Regions from separate parts of the Mus musculus genome. Here all the other regions are linked to region 1. The links are chromatin contacts, called in public HiChIP or PLAC-seq, Micro-C and promoter capture Hi-C maps. All regions are on one chromosome and are shown on one strand. Each heading gives the region's core, a stretch centred on a gene start, on an enhancer-like site or on the middle of the called end of the contact. The rest is flanking DNA. Distances are from core to core; before and after follow the strand shown. Region 1 holds the start of Alms1 (ALMS1, centrosome and basal body associated). Region 2 holds the start of Dusp11 (dual specificity phosphatase 11 (RNA/RNP complex 1-interacting)). Region 3 holds the start of Spr (sepiapterin reductase). Region 4 has its middle 10 kb from the start of Gm33200.

What was found. Hi-C and Micro-C count contacts between places; a contact is called where the count stands out from the background. HiChIP or PLAC-seq counts read pairs in DNA pulled down with a chosen protein or histone mark. Capture Hi-C pulls out chosen DNA fragments and counts their contacts.
Region 2: a promoter capture Hi-C map of adipose tissue shows a contact between it and region 1. The contact joins the promoter of Dusp11 here to the promoter of Alms1 in region 1. A contact is called at or near these places in 14 of 39 promoter capture datasets (the 3T3-L1 cell line, 3T3-L1-derived adipocytes, the C10 cell line and 8 more), 2 of 15 datasets of contacts at CTCF or cohesin (the NIH/3T3 cell line and pro-B cells), 2 of 484 Hi-C or Micro-C datasets (embryonic stem cells and pre-B cells), 19 of 115 datasets of contacts at active chromatin or transcription factors (T-cell acute lymphoblastic leukemia, bone marrow-derived macrophages, effector CD8 T cells and 9 more) and 3 of 9 other capture datasets (adipose tissue, liver and macrophages).
Region 3: an H3K27ac HiChIP or PLAC-seq map of extraembryonic endoderm stem cells shows a contact between it and region 1, with 6 times the contacts expected there. The contact joins the promoter of Spr here to the promoter of Alms1 in region 1. A contact is called at or near these places in 1 of 39 promoter capture datasets (hippocampal neurons), 5 of 484 Hi-C or Micro-C datasets (all in embryonic stem cells), 2 of 115 datasets of contacts at active chromatin or transcription factors (extraembryonic endoderm stem cells and memory CD8 T cells) and 2 of 9 other capture datasets (embryonic stem cells and pancreatic islet).
Region 4: a Micro-C map of palatal mesenchyme shows a contact between it and region 1, with 2.0 times the contacts expected there. The contact joins the enhancer-like site here to the promoter of Alms1 in region 1. A contact is called at or near these places in 1 of 39 promoter capture datasets (hippocampal neurons), 17 of 484 Hi-C or Micro-C datasets (embryonic stem cells, palatal mesenchyme and trophoblast stem cells), 2 of 115 datasets of contacts at active chromatin or transcription factors (astrocytes and memory CD8 T cells) and 1 of 9 other capture datasets (embryonic stem cells).

The regions. Positions count from the first base shown.
Region 1 is chr6:85,586,075-85,589,170 of GRCm38.p6, forward strand. Alms1 (ALMS1, centrosome and basal body associated) reads left to right here and starts at 1,457. Exons shown (of 23, transcript NM_145223.2): 1 at 1,457-1,952. The coding sequence starts at 1,572.
Region 2 is chr6:85,960,125-85,963,105 of GRCm38.p6, forward strand. It overlaps Dusp11 (dual specificity phosphatase 11 (RNA/RNP complex 1-interacting)), which reads right to left and starts at 1,543. Exons shown (of 9, transcript NM_028099.4): 1 at 1,314-1,543. The coding sequence starts at 1,411.
Region 3 is chr6:85,136,237-85,139,269 of GRCm38.p6, forward strand. Spr (sepiapterin reductase) reads right to left here and starts at 1,528. Exons shown (of 3, transcript NM_011467.2): 1 at 1,203-1,528; 2 at 587-877. The coding sequence starts at 1,509. It overlaps Gm10444 (a long non-coding RNA gene), which reads left to right and starts at 1,698. Exons shown (of 3, transcript XR_001785286.2): 1 at 1,698-2,191.
Region 4 is chr6:85,154,055-85,157,011 of GRCm38.p6, forward strand. It overlaps the pseudogene Spr-ps1. Among named protein-coding and RNA genes, the nearest start is that of Gm33200, 10 kb to the right of the region's middle. Within about 2 kb of position 1,332, at least 77 of the 459 cell types and tissues checked have an H3K27ac peak or open chromatin away from gene starts, as enhancers often do. A contact at or near this core is called in memory CD8 T cells, palatal mesenchyme and trophoblast stem cells, where this site is marked.

The DNA.
Region 1 (3,096 bases), core at 207-2,706:
TGCTAGCTGGGAGAGGAAGTCAAGAGTTCTCCAGTAGGCAGACAGCTCTAGGAATCCCAGGGGAAGCCAGGACTCCAGTATTCTATTTGTTATCTCCTGGCCTGTCAGTTCAATCTGTACTCTGTTGCTCTCTCTTGACAGTGTTCGCTGAGCAGCTCCTTAAATGCCAGAGGCTGTTCCAGACACTAGGCACAGTGTTGTGGCTTCTTCTGGGGAGACATGGACAAATGTCTCTCTGTGATGGTTTGAATTAGAAATGATTCGTTTCACAGTTGGTTTAAGAGGTACAGCGTTGCTACTGGAAGCCTGTTGGGCAGGATGGAGGGTCATGTGCTTTTACCTGCTAAGCCATGCTGCCTGCCCTCTTTTAAAGACTTTTTTTTTTTTTTTTTTTTTGTGGCAGTCTGTCTATGTCACCCTGGGTGTCTTGAAACTCCCTATGTAGGCCAGGCTGGCTTTGAACTCAGAGATCTACCTGCCTTTTCGTCTCAAGTGCTGAGAATAAAGGCGTGTACTACCTGATCCAGCTACCTTTATACTATTGTGTGTGCACTCAGTAAAGACAATTTAGGGGAGTTAGTTCTTGCCTTCCACTTTTATGTGAGTTCTGGGAATCAAACTCCAGTTTGTGGTGTAGATGCCTTACTGGTGGAGCCATCTCTTCAGCCCTGAGGGTGTGTGTGTGTGGTTTCTTTCTTTTCGTTTTTTAAAAAAAAGATTTATTTATTTTATTATTTATTTATTTATTAATATTTCTGGGTTTTTTTTCAAGACAGGGTTTCTTTGTGTAGCTCTGGCTGTCTTAGAACTCAGAAATTCGCCTGCCTCTGCCTCCCAAGTGCTGGGATTAAAGGCGTGCGCCACCACCTTCTTTTATTTTATGCATGAGTACACTCCCATTGCTCTCTTCAGAGACACCAGAAGAGGGCACCAGACTCCATTACAGATGGTTGTGAGCCACCATGTGGTTGCTGGGAATTGAACTCAGGAATTGAATCCGTGAGCCATCTCTCCAGGCCGGGGTTGGTTTCTTAACCTCGTTTTATAGGCGCTTCTCACACAGTTGCTTGTGGTTTAGTCAGATCCCAACTATCTCTCCTCTCTTCCCTCTCTCTCTCTCTCTCTCTCTCTCTCTCTCTCTCTCTCTCTCTCCCTCTCTCTCTTAACTATTCACTCATCCCATTAGATTCACTACTGCTAGGTAGACTGGCACTAACCTTAAAATTTGTAACTTGCGAACGTGACTATTATTGGTTTATTCTAGGGCAAGAGATAAAAAATCATGGGTGACTTTGTGCAGGACCCCTAGCGTCCCCAAAGCCCGGACTAGGTTTATTGTGAGCATACGGTACTGTGAGCGAGGTCTAGTGACGCTCTTCTGCGGCTTTCCCGCGCTCCCCGCGGGGCGTCCCTAGCAACGCGCGGGCTGGTTCTCAGCTCCGCCCCGCGTGAGGCAGTGAGGGCAGGTGCGCCTGCGCGCAGCCGCAACCGCCAGTCAACTCGCTTCCCCTCCCTTCCTCGCCCCTCCCCCTCTCCTCCTCTTCCAAAGGCGCCTGGAGCGCGAGGCCAACATGGAGCCTGAGGACCTGCCGTGGCCTGACGAGCTGGAGGAGGAGGAGGAAGAAGAGGAGGAGGAGGGCGAGGAAGAGGAGGGGAAGAAAGAGGTGGAGAACGCCTCGGCGGCGGCGACCGAGGAGGCCCTGACCTCTGAGGAGAGTGGGAGACTGGAAGAGTTCGAAGAGGCGGGGCCCGACTTGGATTTTAACTACGAGTCCCAGCGGCAGGAGAGCTCGGACGAAGAGGAGGACGAGCTGGCTAAAGCCTGGCTGCAGGCTCACCCCGACCGTCCTGGCAGTGCTTTCTCTCTGCCCCCTCCCACGCCTCCGCCTCCGCCTCCGCCTCTGTCCCCGCGGCTCCGGTACACCCCAGTGGAGCATCTGGGCAAGACTGAGGTGAGAAGCGGCTCTGTAGCCCGGAGCTGGGCTGTGGGGAGGAGCGGGGCTGAGGCCAAGCGACTGTAGAGATGCTTGAGCTACTGAACTGGGTCCAGGATATCGGGACCTACGCGCTGCGGGTCGCCTTGCTTATGGACTGTACACCTTGCTTGTGGGGCTGGCAGGTTCTTTGTAGTCTTAGGTTCTTCCTGACATTGACAGCTCCGTGTTTCCTGCGCCTCTCAGTGGATCCGTTTTTTTTTTTTTTTCGTTTTGTTTTGTTTGTTTGTTTTTGTTTTTAAAGTAGGGCAGATAAGACAGATGGCGCTGGGAGCCGGTACTCCCAGAGCGAGCAGTTAGAAAGGCTTCTTTGGCAGGAGGTGGGAGCTGGGGAGGGAGTCTAGGGAATAGCTAACTGGTGGAGAGACGTTTAGCATTTAACACCTTAGTTTTATTGAAGTGCAAGAAACATCCCCCCCTCACCCCCCCCCCCCCACTAGGAATTATTGTTGGTTAAGTATTCTGCGTGAGCTTTTGTGTGTCTTCCCGCCCATTGTGTGTCTTTGCACTTGTAGCAATTAATAGGTTCCTAGCCAGTGGCAGGAACTTGGAATGAAAGAAAGCTTGTGAGGCAGCTCTGGTCTGGAAAATTAGAAAGCACCAAGTTAGGACCAAATAGAGGAAGAGCCAAGTTTACAGAGGTCCTACCAAGATCATTTTGAAACTAACCGTGCTATTAATGCTTTTTAACTATCAGGAACTGCGTTGTTGGTCAGTATGGTCACGTGTGGTTCTTTACATACGAATTAGTTTTAAGTAACACTAGAAAGGCTGGTGGTGTATTTAAGTGGTAGAGAGGTCTTGCCTAGTGTGTGCAAGGACTTGAGTTTTCAAGCCCTAGTATTGGGGAAGGGGAATGAATAAAATTAGGAATTCAGTGATCCTGTACACTTCTCAAGTGCTTAATAGACCTGCTTAGTGGCTGTCACGTTGGACAAAGCAATTGCAGAACAATTTCATTATCACAGTGATAGTATGGACTGTGATTGTCAAAAAGCAATACATGATGTTTGCTTGCTAGGTGGTATTAAATTCATTCAGCTTATACTTTAAGTGTTTACCTTGTACTTGATACTAAGGAAATCATGGTGAACTAAACTGC
Region 2 (2,981 bases), core at 293-2,792, 370 kb after region 1:
AGAAGTCAGTGTGGAGAGTCACAGCTGAGTTGGTCTATGGCCATGAATTACAAATAAGTCCGGTTCATTCACATCCCTGGAGTAGAGAGTGAGCACAGAGTGGTGACAGACTGGAGACATAGTGGGCCCCAGAGCAATGGAACCTAGTGTGACAGACCATGACAAGAAGTTGGCTTCTTATTCTTTTTTTTTGTTTTTATTTTTCAAGACAGGGTTTCTCTGTGTAGCCCTGGCTGTCCTGGAACTGCCCCGAAGGTTTTTATTCTTAAAGTCAAGCTTTATCTTACATCTATGAGCTGTCTCACAATTACTACTTGATATTTATCTTGCTTTATCTCCACAAATAAGCAATAGCTAAAATTATTTTTAATTTTTAGTTAACAATTTTATATCCAATAGATAATTTAATAATGAAATAAGCTACATTAAAATATCAATAAACAATTTATTTATAACTTACTTATACTTTACTTAGTAATTAATAGTTAAATAGTTAACTATAGAAGGTATGTTAAAAATGGATTGTCCAGTGGACAGACAGCTGTCTTCTGCAAGCTGTCAGGCAAGTTCTACACTGGGATGATGTTGGAGGTTAGCTGACAGGATCTAAAGATATCCACTCTGGGAAGGGAGAGAGGCCATCACGTCCATCCTGAATTTTAGATAGTGCTCATTTGTAGACATAAAAAAGAAGTGCTTACTGAAGTCCGGGAAGTCGGGGCAGAGCATTCTGTCGATCCTGAGTTTTAGGTATTGTTTATTTGTGGAGATTAAAAAAAAAAAAAAAGGATTTGATGAATTCTAGGAAGGGGAGAGGCCGGTCTAGCCACGTTTTTTGTGGAGATGAAATCGGAGAGGGGAAGCAAACAGCCGCAAGTAAAGGGTTCATTGCACCAGTGAGCAAAATCCTAAAACTAGCCCTTGGCCCAGGCAGGGTTAACTCCCTCAAAGGACACCTCCGCTTTCCGAATCCTGAAAGCAAGAGAACCCCTCGAGCCGGTACCGAGTGAAGGGTGTCGACAGCTCGGGCCGGATCCTGGCACAGCGCCTACACAAGCAGAAGCCTGTGGCTTCGGAGATCAAGGGACGCCTCAATACAGGCAGCCGCGCCCCACCGCGCACTTCCGCCCAGGCCCGAGCTCCACAGAGTCCTGTCGGGACAGACCCAAGACCCCAGAATGCGGGGTGGGGAGGTGTGGTGGGGTTCGGCGCGGAGGACCCTGGGAGGCGGCGGGGCGCGAGGCCAGGGAACACTCGGAGACTCGAGGCCACCGAGGCAGCCGGAACGCCAAGCCCGGAACCAAAGCGCTTACCTTTCGGGGATGTGGTTTCTGCCCTTCTTCTTGGGTGGGGCACAGGCAGCAAAGTCCCGGCCCCGTCCACGACCATGTCGGCCATAATGCTGGTTCATGTGGGCGCAGAGATGCCGCCCACCCAACGCCAGGCGTGCCAGAGCGGCCAAAGTGGCGACTTCAGGGAGGCCAGAAGAGGCCGCGGGATCCAGAGGCGCCCGCAAAGGAACGCGACGCGTCGACGTCTCGCTAGGGCGCATGCGCCTTGCCCCGCCGTGCTGACGACACACGTCGCACTGAAAGTAGGGTTTGTCAGCCTGCCTTCGGTTTCGACTGTGCTGCACTTAGCTGGAGGCCGGTTTTGTAGCTATGTGAATAATTGCTAGCGCTGTAAGACCCCCGATGCTGGGCCTCTGCTCAAGTCCTGGGATGAACTGGCCAACACCCCAACATCTCGAGAGAAAAGATGCACCTGATGCAAACTGCAAGAGGTTTTATTATCAGCTAGCTGAGGAGAAGTCCCTCTGTCGTGCAGGGCAGAGGAGTTCAACCCCGAGCGGTGACATTAGGGGACTTTTAACAGCTAGCTGAGGAGGTAGGAGGAGTTGGGAGGAGAGTTGGGAGGAGTTGGGAGGAGAAGTGGGAGGAGTTGGGAAGAGCTCTTCTGGGCGTCCTTGGTGAAATTTACAAGGCAGGAGTGGGGAGTGAGTTCTTTCTGAATTTTTATCTCCGTGTCCTCGGCACAGGAAGGCAGGCATCTCTGGTTGTACAGTATAGAAACAAAAAGGCTTTTTGCTGGCTATAGAGAACAAAGAGCTTCTTTCTAGCTGTATTTTTAAAGATCAGGGAAAACAAGCTTGGGGAACATCCAGGGGCTTTACCTTCCAGGGAGAAACGCTCTAAGTTGGGGTCTCATAGCGCCACCCGAACTGCTCCAAATGAGGAACAGACAATCCAGCCCCAACCCTCTGATCCCTGCATTCTTCGTGAACGTTGTCAATTGTTTACATTTTGTATATACATGATATTTGCTTTCACACGGGTGTATCTTTTTTTTCCGCCAAAAAGAAATAAATCAAAAGTTTTATACAACATATTTCTCCTTATTTGATATATTTAACATATTTCTCCATCCATATATGTGTGTATAGTGTCACAGGCAGGGAAACATACATATTCTTCCTAATTTTGAATGACACAGGACACTTATTATAACCAACATAATTAAAAATACCAACTTTTTTTTTTCTTTTTCGAGACAGGGTTTCTCCGTGTAGCCCTGAATGTCCTGGAACTCACTCTGTAGACCAGGCTGGCCTCGGACTCAGAAATCTGCCTGCCTCTGCCTCCCAAGTGCTGGGATTAAAGGCATGCACCACCATGGCCCGGTCCAACTTTTTTTTTTAAGATTTATTTATTTATTATATGTAAGTACACTGTAGCTGTCTTCAGACACACCAGAAGAGGGTATCCGATCTTATTACAGATGGTTGTGAGCCACCATGTAGAAATGAAATTGCTGGGATTTGAACTCACAACCTTCAGAAGAGCAGTCGATGCTCTTAACTGCTGAGCCTTCTCTCCAACCCCCCCCCCAACTTTTTTTTTTTTTTTAAACCATTCCAATATTGAAATTCCTCTACCTGTTTGGAGTTTTTTTGTTTTAAGGTAAGTTCTCATTATGTAATG
Region 3 (3,033 bases), core at 278-2,777, 450 kb before region 1:
TGAACATTCCATGTGTCCATCCTCCATACAGCTTTATTGGGTGTCGGGCACACATGGAGGAACAGTATGTGTCCCTTGAGGGACAAAAGCAGACAGCTGAACATATAAAGGCATTTTGTTTTTTTCAGTTTTAGTCTTAATGCATTTTATGTGTCTGGATGTTTATCCCACCTGCTAATCGGACAAGTCCTGAGGCTGAGTACCTCGGCCCCTGACTGCTCCAACGTCTTGGGAGTCTGTATTTTTCTTACGAAGTGAGGAGTCATTACCAGAGGTAGTAGGGGCCCGATAGTCTTTGGATTCTTTGTGTGTGTGTGTGTGTCACATTTTTTAAATTTATTTTTTATTAGATATTTTCTTTATACACATTTCAAATGCTATCCCGAAAGTTCCCTATACCCTCCCTCCGCCCTGCTCCCCTACCCACCCACTCCTGCTTCTTGGCCCTGGCATTCCCCTATACTGGGGCATATAAGGTGTCTTTGGATTCTTTATGGAGAATATAGATCAGGTTCCCCTCCTTGCCTAGCCCCCAGAAAGGTACCAGCTAAGTCTAGGGACAGCACTGTCAGGAGCACCCACCTACCTGGAGCATAGCTCAGCACCCGCACACTCGGTTCCTCAGCAGCCAGGACCTGGTAGAGCATGTCTCGGGCAGCCTTCCCCGCACAGTACAGACCCCAGCCTTTGTAGGGCTGCAGGGCACACAGAGATGAGATGTTAACCACAGTCTTGCTCAGGCCAGGGCTATCCTGGAAGGCATTCAAGGTGCCGGAAGTCAAACAGAGCATGGAGGTCAGGTTCAGAGCCCAGTAGTTGTTCACCTCAGCTAGGTCATTCACGTTGAGGAAGCCTTTGGAAACATCCCCAAGAGTGGCTGAAAAAAAAAAAAAACGGGACCAAAGAAATGACACAACTGGGGCACTCTTCTCCCTCAGCCTTCCACAGTTCCTCCTCATAGGCTATCTCTCTGCCCCAGCTCTGCAGACACCCCTAATGCAAGCAAAGAATACTGTAGTAAAGCAGAGTGATTTGTTCAAAAAGTCTTGACTCACACATCCGCCAGGAGGCACTGTCGCCCCGTAGTGACACTGATACACCCTCCCTCCTCTTGGACTTTGGACTTTTAGGGACTTGCCCTTCACCTACCCAAAAGCCTATGAGGTAAGAGCTCGCAGCCGGGGTCTGGACGGGACTCTCACCTGCGTTGTTGATGAGCAGCAGGCGCTGCAGCCCCTCGGGCCTCGGGAGCTCGCGTACTGCGCTCAGCAACCGCTGCACGCCAGCCTCGGTGCCCAGATCGGCGGCTGCCAGCACCACTTTCAGGTCAGGCTGCTGAGCGCCCAGCTCCTCCTTCAGTTGCCGCAGCATCGACTCACTGCGTGCGCTTACGAGCATCACGGAACCGGGAGACAGCAACCGGGCCAGCTGCGGGGCCAGGGCGCGACCAAAGCCCCGGGAGGCCCCGGTCAACACGCACACAGCGCAGCCCAGCCCGCCTGCCTCCATGCCTGGAACTCAGACTCATGCGCAGCTACTGAACCAGGACGGGGCGGAGCCTATTCTTGGCTTGGGACGGCGGAAGTTCGGGCCAGAATCCACTGGTGTTTGGGCGGGGGAAAAAAAAGCCAGGCAGCCGGGCCTCGGCAGGAAATCCTAATCCCCTTCCCAGCGCTTCCGGGTTCCCCTTGAGCGCCACTCCCACAAACTCAGCCCCTTTCTGAGAGGCGCGTTCTCAATTTCCACCCTGTTCCAGGATCAGCTTCCTCCTCCAGGGTTAAGGTTTGTCTTTATCCATACAGGACATACCAGTTAGAGACCAGTGACAGCCTTGGATGAAGTGTGTAGAGCTTGTGGTCCCTTTGCACTCTGATTAACAGAAGCCTTCTCTGGAAAAGCACAGCAGCTTCCCCAGGAGGTGCTAGGCAGACAGAACCAGAAAATGAAGAGCACACACAGGGGAAGAGAAAGGCTGAGAATCACAACAATCTCACGAACAAGACTCATCACCGTCAGTGAAAACGCTTGGTTCCTTGGGACCTGTGTACTTATCCTTCAACCTGCGTCATGCACTCTAGAAACAACTTCATAATCTCAAATGGGAAAGAAAAATATCCCAGCTCTCTGGAGATGTCTGAGGAGGACAGCAGAGAAAGACATAGAGATTGCTTTGATCCATTTTTAGTCTGAGGTGAGCTAGAGTCCATCGGAATTACAGGCAGGCAGGCCAGCGGCTAGCTCCTCTTTGTTTCAGAAAGTTCAAGTGGTAGGACTAGTCACTTAGCCTGGTCAGATTGGGAAACCAGCAATCAGTAGGGGCCATTCTCAAGTTCCAATTTTTTTTTTTTAAATTGAATGAGGCTTTTGTCCTAGGCCAACGAAATAGGGGACCTAGAGCGATGCAAATCCTGTAGGCCTATATGAGAAGAGAGCCGGAATGTCTCTCTATAGGTTTTTAAAAAACACTGTCTTGTGCCAAATCAACACGTCATTAATGCCTTTTCTCTATGCCAAAGTTCCCTTTCAGCAGAACTGTATATTTAAAACTACTTACTTACCACTAATCTATTGGATTTGTTATCTTATTTCCAAAGTAGTTGAAGGATCTTCAACAGACATAGTGAGTTCAAGGCCATCATGCTGAGTTTGAACCCCAGAACCGACATTAAAAACACTAAGTGTGACCAGGCAATGGTGGTGCTCCTAGCACACAGGAGGTAGAGGCAGAGGCAGGAGGATTTCTGTAAGTTTGCATCAGCCTGGTTTACAAAGCCAGTTCTAGGACAGACAGCCAGGGCTACACAATGAAACCCTTTCTGAGCCACGTGGCTGCAATGAAACCTTTAATCCCAGCAGTCTGGATACAGCAGTAGGAGACTCCGAGCTTGAGGCCAGTCTGGTCTACAGAGTGAGTTCCAGGCCAGGCAGGGCTACACAATGAGAAACGCTGTCTCAAAAACAAAAAACAAAATTAAAAAACAAAAAACAAAAGCAAAACTTTTTGAAAGATGGACAGGCATAAAGAACTATACA
Region 4 (2,957 bases), core at 82-2,581, 430 kb before region 1:
GAATGGTATTTTGTTCCTTTATTATGGCGTGCATAGAAAAAAGGAAGGACAGGGTGTTGCTACAGAGCGGCCAGAAGGGGGCAGGATAACATCAGTTTATAACTACTGCAGAGCCAAAAGATTGGAACTTGAGAGGGGTGCCCTCTGATGGTTGGCTTCCCAGTCCGCCCTAGCTAAGAACTGCCTAGTCCTACCACTTGAACTTTCTGAAACAAAGAGGAGCTAGCCGCTAGCCTGCTTGCCTGTAATTCCGATGGACTCTAGCTCACCTCAGACTAAAAATGGATCAAAGCAATCTCTATGTCTTTCTCTCCTGTCCTCCTCAGACATCTCCAGAGAGCTGGGATATTTTTCTTTCCCATTTGAGATTATGAAGTTGTTTCTAGAGTGCATGACACAGGTTGAAGGATAAGTACACAGGTCCCAAGGAACCAAGCGTTTTCACTGACAGTGATGAGTCTTGTTCGTGAGATTGTTGTGATTCTCAGCCTTTCTCTTCCCCTGTGTGTGCTCTTCATTTTCTGGTTCTGTCTGCCTAGCACCTCCTGGGGAAGCTGCTGTGCTTTTCCAGAGAAGGCTTCTGTTAATCAGAGTGCAAAGGGACCACAAGCTCTACGCAGGCAAGGACTTCATCCAAGACTGTCACTGGTCTCTAACTGGTATGTCCTGTATGGATAAAGACAAACCAACCCTGGAGGGGGAAGCTGATCCTGGAACAGGGTGGAAATTGAGAAAGGGGCTGAACTTATGGGAGTGGCGTTCAAGGGGAACTTAGAAGCACTAGGAAGGGGACTGGGATTTCCTGCTGAGCCATGGCTCCCTGGCTATTCGTCACTTTTTTCACCCAAACACGAGTGGATGCTGGCCTGAACTTCCACTGTCCAAAGCCAAGGATAGGCTCCGCCCCACGCTGGTTAGGTAGCAGCCCATGAAGTTGAGCTCCAGACAAAGAGTGTGGCAGGCTGGGAAGCGCTGTGTGCGTGCTGACCGGGGCCTCCTGGGGCTTTTGTCCCGCCCTGGCCCCGCAGCTAGCCCGGTTGCAGTTACCGGGTTCGGTGATGCTCCTAAACGCACGCTGTGAGTTCGTGCTGTGGCAACTGAAGGAGGAGCTGGGCTCGCAGCAGCCGGGCCTGCACCCGCTCCACACACCACTCTGGCAGCTGCGGGCACCGAGGCCGGCATGCAGCGGTTGCCTCTGAGCGCGATGCTGAGCTCCCGAGGCCCGAGGGGCTGCAGCGCCTGCTGCTCATCAACAACGCAGGTGAGACTCCGGTCCAGACCCCGGCTGCGAGCTCTCACCTCATCGCCTTTTGGGTAAGAGGAGGGCAAGTTCGCAAAAGTCCAAAGTCCAAGAGGGTGTACCAGTGTCACTGATGAGTGACAGTGCCTCCTGGCGGGTGTGTGAGTCAAGACTTTTTGAACAAATCTCTCTGCTTTACTAAAGAGCATTCAGGAGTAGTCTTAGCTTGCATTAGGGGTGTCTGCAGAGCTGGGGCAGAGGGATAGCAAACGCCTATGGGGAGGAACTGAGGAAGGCTGAGGAAGAAGAGCGCCCCAGTTGTGCCATTTCTTTGGTCCTGTTTTTTTTTTGTTGTTGTTGTTTGTTTTTGTTTTTGTTTTTCAGCCACTCTTGGGGATGTTTCCAAAGGCTTCCTCAACGTGAATGACCTAGCTGAGGTGAACAACTACTGGGCTCTGAACCTGACCTCCATGTTCTGTTTGACCTCCGGCACCTTGAATGCCTTCCGGGATAGCCCTGGCCTGAGCAAGACTGTGGTTAACATCTCATCTCTGTGTGCCCTGCAGCCCTACAAGGGCTGGGGTCTGTACTGTGCGGGGAAGGCTGCCCGAGACATGCTCTACCAGGTCCTGGCTGCTGAGGAACTGAGTGTGCGGGTGCTGAGCTATGCTCCAGGTAGGTGGGTGCTCCTGACAGTGCTGTCCCTAGACTTAGCTGGTACCTTTCTGCCACACCACCTCCAATAGGATCTGTGTGACAAGTGCCACAGAGTGAGGAGATTGACCTCAAAATGGGGAGGCCTCCTGGAAGCCATTATGGAACTCTTTGCCGGAGAAAAAATTATTGAGCTGTAGTTCTCATGGTGATCTATCTGTTTTGTTTTTTCTTATTCCTTTTCTTATTTACATGTTCTGATAGCCTAGACCAAGATCTTAAGTGAGAATAATGGGTCAGAAACCATCCCTAGAGATAAGGTCACTACAGGACCTTATCCCCAGGGAAGCCAACACTTTACTTTGTAAATCATTTACAAAACTATGATGATAGATAAAAACTTTCCCAACAGCCGGGCGTGGTGGGGCATGCCTTTAATCCCAGCACTCAGGAGGCAGAGGGAGGCAGATTTCTGAGTTCGAGGCCAGCCTGGTCTACAAAGTGAGTTCCAGGACAGCCAGGGCTATACAGAGAAACCCTGTCTCAAAAAGAAACAACAACAACAACAACAACAAAAAAACCCCAACTTTCCCAACAGTAAAATTTCATATGTGTGTCATCAGAGGTGGGTTTTGGTATATGGTAAAGAAAGCCTTAATTAGAAAAAAATTAAAATAGTTTAAATTTACGTGTTGAAGATTTTTTTAAAAATGAGGCATTAGATGTTAAATAATAATTGACCATGGGGCTGGAGGGTTAGCTCAGCAGTTAAGAGCACTGACCATTAAAAATTTATTAACCTGCTCCTGGAAATATGCCACAAGCCTTGGACGACAGCCCCCACTGAATACATCCCTTTAGAACTGTTATATTTTGATGATTTATAATGATATTACCTGTTCTGTTTGTGATTCACTGAATACATAGTTTCAGAGTTGTAATGCTTGGATGATTTTTGTGCTTTATTGTGCTAAATGATTTTTGTTGATATTTGTGATTGTCTCACTGGATATAGTTTCGAAGCGATGTAATGTTTGGTTTTTTTTTTTTAATGTATAAAATC